4 separate regions of the Mus musculus genome follow, and regions 2, 3 and 4 are each linked to region 1. A link is a contact called in public HiChIP or PLAC-seq and promoter capture Hi-C data. All regions are on one chromosome and are shown on one strand. The core of a region is the stretch at or near the end of the contact, and the rest is flanking DNA. Distances in the headings are between cores, read along the strand shown. Region 1 holds the start of Taf8 (TATA-box binding protein associated factor 8). Region 2 has its middle 23 kb from the start of Tfeb. Region 3 holds the start of Mdfi (MyoD family inhibitor). Region 4 has its middle 55 kb from the start of Ubr2.

What was found. Promoter capture Hi-C pulls out the DNA fragments that hold promoters and counts their contacts. HiChIP or PLAC-seq counts read pairs in DNA pulled down with a chosen protein or histone mark.
Region 2: a FOXA1 HiChIP or PLAC-seq map of pancreatic cancer cells shows a contact between it and region 1. The contact joins the enhancer-like site here to the promoter of Taf8 in region 1. A contact is called at or near these places in 5 of 484 Hi-C or Micro-C datasets (B cells, the G1E-ER4 cell line, erythroblasts and 2 more), 3 of 115 datasets of contacts at active chromatin or transcription factors (effector CD8 T cells, microglia and pancreatic cancer cells) and 2 of 9 other capture datasets (adipose tissue and liver).
Region 3: a promoter capture Hi-C map of embryonic stem cells shows a contact between it and region 1. The contact joins the promoter of Mdfi here to the promoter of Taf8 in region 1. A contact is called at or near these places in 5 of 39 promoter capture datasets (embryonic stem cells, hippocampal neurons, liver and 1 more) and 1 of 115 datasets of contacts at active chromatin or transcription factors (pancreatic cancer cells).
Region 4: a FOXA1 HiChIP or PLAC-seq map of pancreatic cancer cells shows a contact between it and region 1. The contact joins the enhancer-like site here to the promoter of Taf8 in region 1. A contact is called at or near these places in 2 of 39 promoter capture datasets (cranial neural crest and hippocampal neurons) and 2 of 115 datasets of contacts at active chromatin or transcription factors (the NIH/3T3 cell line and pancreatic cancer cells).

What each region holds. Positions count from the first base shown.
Region 1 is chr17:47,500,802-47,503,615 of GRCm38.p6, reverse strand. It overlaps Taf8 (TATA-box binding protein associated factor 8), which reads left to right and starts at 1,325. Exons shown (of 9, transcript NM_022015.4): 1 at 1,325-1,385; 2 at 2,176-2,332. The coding sequence starts at 1,347.
Region 2 is chr17:47,761,412-47,764,474 of GRCm38.p6, reverse strand. It overlaps a transcript of Tfeb not described here. Among named protein-coding and RNA genes, the nearest start is that of Tfeb, 23 kb to the left of the region's middle. Within about 2 kb of position 1,289, at least 163 of the 459 cell types and tissues checked have an H3K27ac peak or open chromatin away from gene starts, as enhancers often do. A contact at or near this core is called in adipose tissue, liver, myocytes and 1 more, where this site is marked.
Region 3 is chr17:47,831,863-47,834,646 of GRCm38.p6, reverse strand. It overlaps Mdfi (MyoD family inhibitor), which reads left to right and starts at 1,356. Exons shown (of 4, transcript NM_001276390.1): 1 at 1,356-1,703. The coding sequence starts at 1,628.
Region 4 is chr17:47,063,693-47,066,734 of GRCm38.p6, reverse strand. No RefSeq gene overlaps it. Among named protein-coding and RNA genes, the nearest start is that of Ubr2, 55 kb to the right of the region's middle. Within about 2 kb of position 1,629, at least 82 of the 459 cell types and tissues checked have an H3K27ac peak or open chromatin away from gene starts, as enhancers often do. A contact at or near this core is called in the NIH/3T3 cell line and pancreatic cancer cells, where this site is marked.

The DNA.
Region 1 (2,814 bases), core at 76-2,575:
GGGAATTGAACTCAGGACCTCAGGACCCCAGGAAGAAGAGTCAGTGCTCTGATTGACCACTGAGCCATCTCTCCAGCCCAGTATGTGTTCTTAACTACTGAGCCACCTCTCTGCCCCAAAGTGTATTTTTAAAAGAGATTTATTTGTTTCAATTATATGAATACACACACTGTAGCTGTCTTTAGACACACCAGAAGAGGGCATTGGATCCCATTACCGATAATTGTAAGCCACCATGTGGCTGCTGGGAATAGAACTCAGAACCTCTGGAAGAGCAAGCAGAACCAAAGTGTTTTTTTGTTTTTAAATATTTATTTATTGCATACATGTGGGTATATTGGTCTTGTCTTCAGACACACCAGAAGAGGGCGCCAGATTTCTTTTTCTTTTTTTAAAATATTTATTTATTTATTATATACACTGTAGCTGTCTTCAGACACACCAGAAGAGGGCATCAGATCTCATTACGGATGGTTGTGAGCCACCATGTGGTTGCTGGGATTTGAACTCAGGACCTTTGGAAGAGCAGTCGGCGCTCCTAACCGCTGAGCCATCTCACCAGCCCCTCTTTTTCTTTTTCTTTTTCTTTTTCTTTTTTTTTTTTTTTACAGGGTTTTCTCTTTGTAGCCCTGGCTGTCCTGGAACTCACTCTGTAGACCAGGCTGGCCTCGAACTCAGAACTCCACCTGCCTCTGCCTCCCAAGTGCTGGGATTAAAGTCGTGCACCACCAAGGCCCTGCGAAGGCGCCAGTTCTCATTGTAGATGGTTGTGAGCCATCACGTGGTTGCTGGGAATTGAACTAAAGACCTCTGGAAGAGCAATCAGTGCTCTTAACCGCTGAGCCATCTCTCCAGACCCAAATTGTATTCTTAGTGTATTTCTGAGAACTTACTTCATACAAATGGCTTTGTTTTTGTTTTTATTTTTATTCTTTTCTTTTCAGGGAAAGGGTCTCCTTATGTAGTCCTAAACTGGCCTTTAATTCATTGCATAGCCCACGCTAGCCTGGAACTCTAGATCCTCTGGTCTCAGCTCCAAAGTGCTAGGATTACAGACGGCAGGCTCCTGGACAAAATATGTTTCTTTTAACTCAGTGCATCTCACAGTGCGTCTTCCAGATCAATTGCTACAGCTACTGACTTAAGTGTCCAAGAAAGCTTGGGTCACACAACGCCACGTGAGCTTGGGCTATCCCGAGCTCCCTCCACCCCCACCCCAGACTCACACGTGTTCGTAGAGCTTTTCTATAAGGCGGGGCACCCGCGGCCCCGCCCTTCTCCACCTCCCACCCCGCAACTACAAGTCCCATCGTGCCCCGCGCTCACGCACACTACGCAAGAGCAAGATGGCTGACACGGCGGCCGGGCCTGGTGGCTCCGGAACGGTAAGGGTGGAGAGGCGCGGCGTGAAGCCGAAAGAGTTTGGGTCTTCTGGATCTCTCCCACGGTTTGGGCCACGGTCTCGAACCGAGAAGCCCAGGCCCGCTCTGAGACCCGGGGCTGGAGAGTATCTCTGGCCGTAGGCGGTCCCCGCTGCTTGGCTTTTGGCAGCGGCCTCCTGAATTGCTGCATCTGAGACTTGATTGGCTTGTTCCTTGTTGAGGTGGGAACCCGGAACTCCTTCTGATTGGTCTGAAGAGGCTGTTTTTATCCTCTTACTGGCCGGCCGAAGTTGGAACTTCGTAAAATATTTACTTGCTCTGCCTTTCTCTGCGGTGATGCCTAGCTCTCCTCTGCATCCTGTGGTGGTAGCTGGTTTAATTTTCCTGGTTACTGAAATGGTGTGATGGGACAAGAAGATAGTAGATTTATTCGCTCAGTACCATCATTCGTGTATATATTCTTCCTTTGCTTTTCCCTCTCTCTTCCTGCCTCCTCTCGCGCCTGCCTCTGCCTCCCGGGTGCTGGGAATAAAGGCGTGCCCACCACAGACCCGCTCCTGTAACTTTGCTCCAGAAAGAAGTGAATGGGGCTGGAGAGATGGTTTAGTGGTTAAGACGGACTTGCTGGTCTTTCAGAGGACCTGAGTTTGGTGGAGTGGCTCACAATCACCTGTAACTCCTGCTTCACGGAATCCGGGCCAGCGCGGCACCTGCACTCGCAGGAACACACACACGCGCGCAAAACACACACATCTAGTGGTTCAAAGTCTCACTCTGGGCTTCTGATTTCCAGAGACCGGGAAGTAAGCAATCCACTAACCCTGCTGATAACTACCATCTGGCCCGGAGGAGGACCCTGCAAGTGGTTGTGAGCTCCTTGCTGACAGAGGCGGGATTTGAGAGTGCCGAGAAAGCGTCTGTGGAGACACTGACAGAGATGCTGCAGAGCTGTGAGTACCAAGAAACACTAGGCCCGCTGTTTCCTTTACAGACCCCCCCCCAGCTCCGTGAACTCCATCCCAGATTCTCTCTCCCCTTCTCTTGGAAGACTGTTAGAGACTCAGCTTCAGGCAGAAGAAACACACATGTCCATTGTAGAATGAGACTGTTTCGATGCTTATACATGTGGGAGAGACACAAATAGCAACCTTGTCATTTCAGTCGTCTGCAGCGGCATTAAGTGGCATTAAGTGTTACACAACTCTCAGCGTTATCCATGTCCAAAGCCCTGTATCCCTGAACAACACTGGATTCGGTCTTCTCCACAGCCCCAAGAACGTCTCCTTTCTGTCTTTGAATTTGTTTTTGTTTTTTAATATAACCCTTCCCCGCTTTGGTTTTTCAAGACAGGGTTTCTCTGTGTACCCCTGGCTCTCCTGGAACTCACTCTGTAGATCAGGCTGGCTTTGAACTCATAGATCCATCTGCCTCT
Region 2 (3,063 bases), core at 40-2,539, 260 kb before region 1:
GCCACCATGTGTCGGGAATCAAACCTGGGTCCTCTGTAAGAGCAACATGTGTTCAGAACAGCTGACCCGAACTTCTAGTCCCCTGCCCCGGTTTCTGATTAGTGTGTGAGCTTTCCAAGGCCTTTCCTGGTGCTTCTCTTCCTCGGCACCACCCACAATCCTTCCAGTACCCAATGCTACCCTCTGGGTCACGCCTGCCATGCTCATGCATTGAGAGCTTGTTTTATCCACTGCTGTGTCATGAGGGGAGGACACAATGGCAGGGTGTTGGGAAAGGTATAAACGGAGCAGTACGTCCGAGCAGCACGGGGGGAGACTCCGGGACAGACACCACCCTGGGCGTCTCCTTCTAGTTCCTACCATCTCCACCTGTCCCCATGCGCCAATCCTGGCATCTCAGTCTCACAGGCACCTTTAAGGAATTCCCTGTCCCTTTGCTGAGGTACTGAAGGAAGATGCCGGGCCTCATGCCCAGGATGGGCAAGGCAGCTAGGAAGATGGGCCTGGGGACTGGGGCTCCTGGACTAGGTACAACTAAGGAGGTGAAAACAGGGACCCCACAGGGGACATGTCTGGGGACTCTCCCTTTGGCCTTCAGCTTGAGTGTAAGGCAGGGTGGGACCCTTCTTGCTGGGAGCCAGGTGGCTCATGGCAGGTTCCTTTGCTACAGAGGCCCCCTTCAGGCTAGAAACCTGAGGAGCTACAGAGACTCAAGCCAAACTCTCAGAATAGAAGCATCCAGAGGCAGGATGTCCTGTTTGCCAGTGGAACTAGGCCTGGGAAGGGGGCTCAGGCCCAGCCTATAGAGCTCGAGAGAGAGATTCTAAGCCCAGTCTTGGCCACAGCTCACCTCTGTACAACTTTCCCTTATTGGTAGGGTATATACAATACAGCTGGCATAGGGAAACTGAGGCAGAGCCTGCTTTCTAGCCTTGGAGGCTTGCTGCCCCCACCAACCATACCACCCTTGATTACTATTCCCTTTGCTTTACAGAGCACATGGGGGCTCTATGTCCTCACGTATCTGGTTCCCTTCAGATCCCAGACGAAGCTGTTTCTCGGGAAGAAGTTTGCCTTGCTTTTTCCAAGCTTGGCTGTGAAGAGCTGGGGGGTCCAGCCTGAACTCGGGGACCAGCAGTCAAGCAACTCCGCACCCCTGGCCCCACCACAGAAGTCTCTCCTAATCACCAGCGCCCCTGCCCCCTCACCAGAGCTTGAGGGCTCAGGCCCTTGTGGGAGCCAGTGCTGGTGTTGATAGTGCTGGTGCCAGGCCCATGACGCAGGCCTGAGGCCCAGGCACACAATGGGGCTGTGTGTACACCCAGCATCACCCTGGAGCAAAGCTAGGCAGGCCAGCATCTGGGCTCCGGCCAAGAATTCATTTCCCCGAAGAGAGCCTCCCACCCCTCCTGGGCAGCAGGCTGGAGAAAAGGCTACAGGGATAGGCAAGTACTCCCTAGCCTTGGTCCAGGGAGGAGAAGGCAAACAGGCCACTAGGAAGAGGGACTCCTGAATCTCCGCTAGTTGCCTGCTCTCTTGTGAGGGATTTTGCATGACAGAGACAGTGTATCCTGGGATTGTAGTCCCAGTGACGGAGAGGGCAGAGGGACAAGAGAGTGGCCTGGCCCCACATGTGGGACTTTTCTGCTCCCTCCACAGCCTGCCCAGTGTGGGCTTCACTTGCACAGGTTTTTTGAGGCACCCCGGACCTCTGGCCATATAGCCTGTACTGGGCATCCTCCCTGGGGGAATGAGTCACCAGCTGGCTGTAGCCAGCATGCCAAGCAGGCCGTGGGCAGGTTCAGCTGCCTGCTCCTCTCCCTGGCAGGTCTCAAGGCAGAAAATCACTCAGACGGTATCAGGTGTTGACCACAGTGTCCCAGACTGGACTTCGTCCGGCCACTTCCTCTGGGGCAGGGATCGCCAGTGCCTGCACTCTGGGCCTCCATGCCTCCTTTGGCTGCAGGCTGAAGCTCCACAGATAGGGGCATTAAACTGCAGGAAAAGGCAGCCATGTCCCCCAGGAACAAGCAGGGTTCGAGCAGGGAGTGAGAGTGAAGCTCCCGTGGGCATGGGGAAGGGAGGAAGCCAACGTGGTACCTCAGGCTTCGGCCCTTTGCTGAGATCACTTTCCGTTCTCCTGAGCTGGGAAGGCACCTGGTGACAGGAGCTTGCTGCCCTTGCTCCCTCTGAGGCTCCACAACAGATTACACAAATGTGCAGCCCACACTCCCCAAAGGTCACAAATAAAAGTCACAGTGACAACCTTTGCCCCTGAGACACAGATAGATGACAGGTCGCTCATTTTCCGAAGGGCAAAGGCCTCCATTTTCCTAGCCAAGCAAGAGTAGTCACGGGCATCCTGTCAGCCTCACACAGTAGAACATGCATAATCCATGTGTGTGTGAGTGGATGTGTGTGGATGGATGTGTGTGTATATAGGTATGTGTGTATATAGGTGTGTGTGTGTGTGTGTATGTGTGTATATGGATCTGTGTGTGTGTGTGTATAGGTGTGTGTGTGTGTGTGTGTTCAGATGTATAGAGGTGTATGTATGGATAGATGTGTATGTGTGCATTTGTGTGGATGTATGTGTACAGATGTGTGTGTGGATGTGTACATGTGTATATATGTGTATATAGGTGTGCATGTGTTTGTGTGTGAGTGTGTACATAGGTGCATATTTGTATGTGGATGTGTCTATGTGTGTGTGTTTGTGTGTAGAATTGTGTTTGTGTGTGTGTAGAACTGTGTATTTGTGTGTGTGTAGGGCTGTGTGTGTTTGTATGCAGATGTGTGTGTTTGTGTGTGTAGGGGTATGTGTGTTTGTGTATATAGGGGATATGTGTTTGTATGTAAGTGTGTGTGTGTATGTATGTATAGGTATATGGGTGTTTGTTTGTGTGTGGATGTGTGTATAGGTGTGTGTGTGCATGTGGATTTGCACAATGCCTGTCTTCACCATGACATGACTCCTGTGCCCTGAGGACAGAGCCTGAGGCCGTGGGGCCTGGTGGAGACCATCCCTTTACTCTAACAGATGAACAAACAGGCTGGCTGGGG
Region 3 (2,784 bases), core at 107-2,606, 330 kb before region 1:
CTACCGGCTCAGGTAAGCCGGGAAGAATGCAGCAGCCGCCAAACCCTCCCGCGGGCGCGTCGCAGTGACTCAGCCGCTACCAGGAAGGAGGAGTGCTCCCAAACTCTGCGACGCCCCCAGACAGCAGCCTGACCTCCGAGGCTCTAGGGCGCCAAGTCTCCCGCAGCGAGCATCTAGACGTCCAGGGCGGGACTCCCTCCCGTCCCACTTTCCCCCCAGCGCAGCCACCCCTGCCTATCCCCGGAACGTGGCCGAGGGCGGTGAGAGAGCTGCGGGCGCCGTGGGGGCCACGCGGGTCCCGGCCCCGACGGCGCCCAGAAGACCTACAAGAGCTGTAAGTAGTGACTTCGAGGACTGGGAGGCGACCGAGGGGGAGCTCCATCTTTGGCGTCCCAGCTTTCCTCTCGGTTGTAACGCAGGCTGAGAGGAGGTGTCCTGGCGCCGCCGCCTCCCTAATTAGCTCTGGTGGTGTGGACCCAGACGCCGCCGGGCTTGGAGGCAGCTCAGGTCCAGTGTGAGTCCCAGAGGGACTTCTCACCTGAGAATCACCTCCACGGACCTGCCAAGCCCCACCTGGCTGCCTACAAGCTCCTGGGGTCACTCTGAGGGTCTCCGAGCCCCCCCCCCACTTTTTGGTGACAGTTCCTCCGCACAGCCAGAGCTTACCATACCAGCCGGATCAACAGACTGGCCTCTCCTCAATTCCTTCTACACTCACCCTCGTGTGAGAAAGTTGGAGTGACAGCCTGGTGATGGGCAGTCTGTCTAAAATGAATTCCCGTGTCCAACTGGCACTGGCGGGGATGGCGGGCCTTGGGGGTGTTTTTGGCTGCTATGGGACCAGGAGGCTGATGCGACACCAGCCCAGCTTCCCGGAGAGCCAGTTTCTGACGGACTGAGCCCCTAACTCCAGGCACCCAGCTCCGAAATGGAAATCCAGGACTTGAACAAAGGGCACCAAAAGAACTAGATTGCTCTGATCTTCGGGACAACGCGATTTGAGGGCTACTACTATTCAGACCATTGTCCCAGGATGATTGTGACTTCTTTCTTTTGATATTCTGGAAACTTTTACAAAGTTTAAGACCGAAGGAAAACATGCGGCCCCTTGTGCAAGCCGCGAGGTTCTCCCGGCCCTGGGTAGGCGGAGATCTGGGGAGACTGGAGATCCTGGCTCTGAGCGAGGGGAGGAAACCAGACGAGCTGGCTTCCTGTGGGGGCTCAGGCCTCGGACGCCCCGCGGACAGACGTGTCCTGCCCTGGCAGCAGCGAGTCCCGCACGGGGGAGGGGACGCCTGAGGGGGGCTGAGACAGCGAGGAGGGGGCGGGGACGGGGTGGGCCAGGGAAGAGGGGAGGAGCGAGGGGGCTGGAACGAGAGAAGGAAGAAGGAAGGGGCGATCGGTGGGTGCGAGCTGGCGCTGGAATGGGAGCCAAGAGCGAGTGAGCGGGGAGGGGGCGCGGGCGACACCCAGGTGTCGCATGGCGGGGTCCACGAGGTGACCTGCCTAGGCCAGCAGCGCGCAGCTTGCACGAGTATGCGCTAGGGCACCCACTCCGTTTCCCCACGCACACGCGAGGGAGGCCTGCCCCGCCCGCTGAGCGCTGTTTTCTCCAGGTCCCAGGCCGATGTCCCAGGTGAGCGGTCAGTGCCCTTCTCGCTGCGACGCGCCTCATGGAGTCCCCAGCGCTGCCCTGGACCCAGGTAGGAGCGGGAATGGAGATCGAAGGTTAGACCAGAGTGGTGTGGAGGCTGAGAGAAGTTTTGGGGGTGGGGTTGTTGGTCCTCTTGGAGACGTACAGGCGGATGGCTCCCAGGAGCTTGGGTGGGGGTGGGGATGGGAAGTCTCAGTATTGGGGACCAGGTCCAAGGGGATAAGAGGGGAGTAGAGGGCTAGGGTGAGGAGGCAGGGCCCGGAGCAGGCGGCCATGGCTGTGCAGAGTTGGCTCCAACTCCCCCTAGCCCCAGCTACACACACACACACACACACACACACACACACACACACACACTCCGTGATGTCTGCGATGTCTGCCCATAATATTGGGATTTGTGGCCGAACCATTTCTGCCCAGTGTGTAAATATTTATGAGGGCCTTAGGCGGGGTGTGTGGCAGGGAGGGGGGGGCAGTGTCTGAGTCTCTCTTCTTCCCTTCCCCCAAACTAAGCAGAATGTAGCTGGAGCGCTCTTTGAAAACTTTTGTCTCAGCAACTAGTGGTTAGGAACCTGGCCCCTTCTCTCCTTCTTGCTAGCTGAAATTCCCTCCCGTCAGTCCCTACCCTACCCTATATGGGACTCACGCTGGCACACACACACACACACACACACACACACACACACACAATCTACAACGTAGTAAAATGTCCCTTCCCCCACCTCAGAGGCTAAACTACCCTGATTGCCCCAGGAGCCTACAGACTAAGGAAGAGAGTGTGGTTCCCTGGGGGCACCTCTGCCAATTTAGCCTTCCAACCCCCGGCCCTCACAGTCTAGAGTTTCCTAGAGGCTCATATGGACATCCAGATTCGTTCAGAGTCAGAGTGGCCAGGGTGCAGAGGTGTAGGCCCAGGTTTCCTGACTTAAGCCCCTATTTGGGCTCAGTCAGAGGCCCTGCCTTCCTCCCACCAAAACCAACCTCTCCTTTCCCCAACACTGTCAGTAATGAAAACCCAAGGTCATCCTGGACCTCAAACTCCCATCATGGCCTTGGACACGTTCTTTCTCCTGCTCTAGGCCTGGGTCTCCACCCCCACCTCTCGCCCCTACCCTGAGCCTCCGCCACCC
Region 4 (3,042 bases), core at 380-2,879, 440 kb after region 1:
AACCACTGCTCTAAATTCAATTTCCACCACAATATAGACTAGACATGGGGGCTTGCCTGTAATCCCGGCACTAAGGAAGTTGAGATAAGAGGATCAGAAGTTCAAAGGCTATCCTCTATACATAATGAATCTGAAGCCAGTCTGGGCTACAGGAGATCAGACCACGTAATCTAGAAAACTAACAAACAAACAGGGCTGGGGAGCTGGGCCAGTGAGGTGCTTGCCATGCCACATGAGATCCTGAATTCAACCCCTTTGAGCCCACATTTTAAAAAAACAAACAAAACAAAAACAAAAAACCCCCAGGTACCTTGGTATGCACCCCTAATCCCAACACTGGGGAGACAGACACGATGATCTCAGGGACTGGCTGACCAGCCCATGTGGCTGAATGAGCAAGCTAGGCTCAGTTAAGATACCCTCTCTCAGAAGCTAAGATGGAGAGACATCAAGGGAGATGCCTGATGCTGACTTCTGGCCTCTACAGACATGTACACACACACACACACACACACACAGACTCATAGCCACAGAGACTCACACAGACACACATAGAGAGGAACTCACACCCACAGAGTGTCTCTCTCTTTCTTTCTCCCCCCCCCTCTCTCTCTCTCACACACACACACACACACACACACACACACACACACACACAGACTCATAGCCACAGAGACTCACACAGACACACATAGAGAGGAACTCACACCCACAGAGTGTCTCTCTCTCTCTTTCTTTCTCTCCCCCCCCCCCTCACACACACACACACACACACACACACACACACACACACACACACACACATACACACACAGACTCACACAGACATGCACACAGAGAGAAACACATACACACAGAGACTCATACACTCACACACCTTGAAGAAGGAAAAGAGAGGTCTTTAGTTTGGCTTTGGTTTTCCATGTCTTTCTCAACCCCACCCAAGAGTATGGCCTGGAGCTTACCAACCCTGAGTTTGGCCTGGTAGTGATTGGAAAAGCTGAGTCACCGCTGGGAAAGAGGCCAACTCTGTGCTACATGAGGAGAAACCCTAGGCTACCCCATGCCAGGACCGGAGCACTTCCACTAGGCCTATCCCCTCCAAGAGTGGGTCAGTAAGTTCCCTTCATGGCTGAAGAGACATTAATGACGCTTGCTAAGCTTGTTGCTGTTGGATGTTGATTTTATCAAGAAGCCACTAGATAGCATCAACCGTGCCTGGACAATATGCACTTGCCCCTCCTCACCTGCTCACACTTGGCTCCACACAGGTTATTTTGAGGCAGAGCTTAATTTTTAAGAAATCAGTAATGAATCTTGTTTAATCTCTTAATCCTCTTGCCTAATTCTCTTTTACATTAAGGGATTAAATCCTGAAGAGGAGACATGGCCAAACAGTGACTCACTCTTCCTTCAGCTCTCTGTCCCCAAAGGCAGCGAGAGGAGAAGGCTTGGGTGGTGCGCACTGCTCAGTGCCACAGTCACCGGGCCCGGGCCCATCTAGTCAAACTTCCCTTTCACGGCACAAAAGAATTAGTCTTTAAGGGATGCTCATCTTGTCGCTGCTGTAGAGTGTCCTATCAAGTGGCTGACCTTGGTAGCTCATGGTCACACGTGGTCTGCCCGGAACTGCTTGGCTCACTGTGGGATGGGCCATCTGAGTCATCTGAAATCTGGCCCGGCCCCCTGCAAGCCTAGTCATTTGCTTGGTGACAGGCCAGGATTAGTGGCAAAGAAGAGACTGGGGCCCCGTGGAGAGGGGCCAGGAAAGACGCACTGGGGTGTTCTTGAAACTGAGGTGGATGAAGAGAGAGGGCAAGCCTCTAGCTAGCAGAACGGAGCCTGGGTGAGTCCATTCACTCTACAGAACCTGGAAACTTCTGTCCCGTTCACAGAGTCCTACAGCTCTCACTCTTGGCTCTCACTCCCTGCTTCCTGTTTGGGCCTGAGCTAATGAAGCATGGAGTGACAGGGCAGTGGGGCTTGAAGGACACCTGCTCAGGATTACCTGCAGGCTTACGAGTTCTGAATGGAACCTGGGACAGGGACATGTGTCTTCTGCCACACTTCATACAAACAGCAACCTTGTGAGCAGGACAGCAAAGGAGAGCTTGGTATGGCAAGATACAACCTCCTCCCCATGGAGCCCGGCAATCTGGCTTAACACCCATGCCCCTGGGATACCATCCTTTCAGGCAGGGCATCAAAATTGAGTGGCAACCAGCAATAGTTGCCACTATTGCCACTCTACCAGGTAAACACACTCTTGGCCTTACATTTCACTGGACTGGCCTGTCACACCATTGGCATGGTTGACCCCTGACAAGTGTCCTGTCTAGTCTGACTGAAGGATCTAGACCTCAAACTCAGAAATTGCCTGTCTCTGCTGAGAATCCCAGCCACTGCCTTGGAATTGTTATTGAAAGTACCCAAATCACTCATCAAAGATGAGCCGTATGCCTTGCCTGGTTCATAGCTGTGTTCCTCCCACTGTAAGAAAGAAGGGTTTTAACCGTGGAGAGACGGGTAAATGTGTAACAAGGAAATGCTGTGGCCTCTCAAGGATCCAAAGCAGAACAGAAAACTACAAAAGGATTCTGGGAAGCAGATGATCGGGTGTGGAAGGTCACATCTCTAGACCTGTGTTTGCCCCTCCCTCCAGCCCCTTCCATGTTCCTCTGGCTTCTCCACACCTTGCAACTGAGCATAATAATGCAGCCAACATTTTAATCTACAAAAAAATATGAGAGAGAGAGAGAGAGAGAATATGAATATGCAGGAGAAGAGGAGAGGAGAGAATAAAAGAAAACCCTGGAGTTAGAGAGATGGTTTAGTGGTTAAGAACAGTTGCAGAGGACCCAAGTTCAGTTACCAGCGCCCATGTTGGGAGGCCTCCTGTAACCCTAACTCTAGAGAATCTGATACCTCTGTGGACACCAACATGCACAGCTTCGTGATCTCACATAGACACACATATACATACACACACACACACACACACAAAATAAATAAATAAATAAATAAATAAATAAATAAATAAAT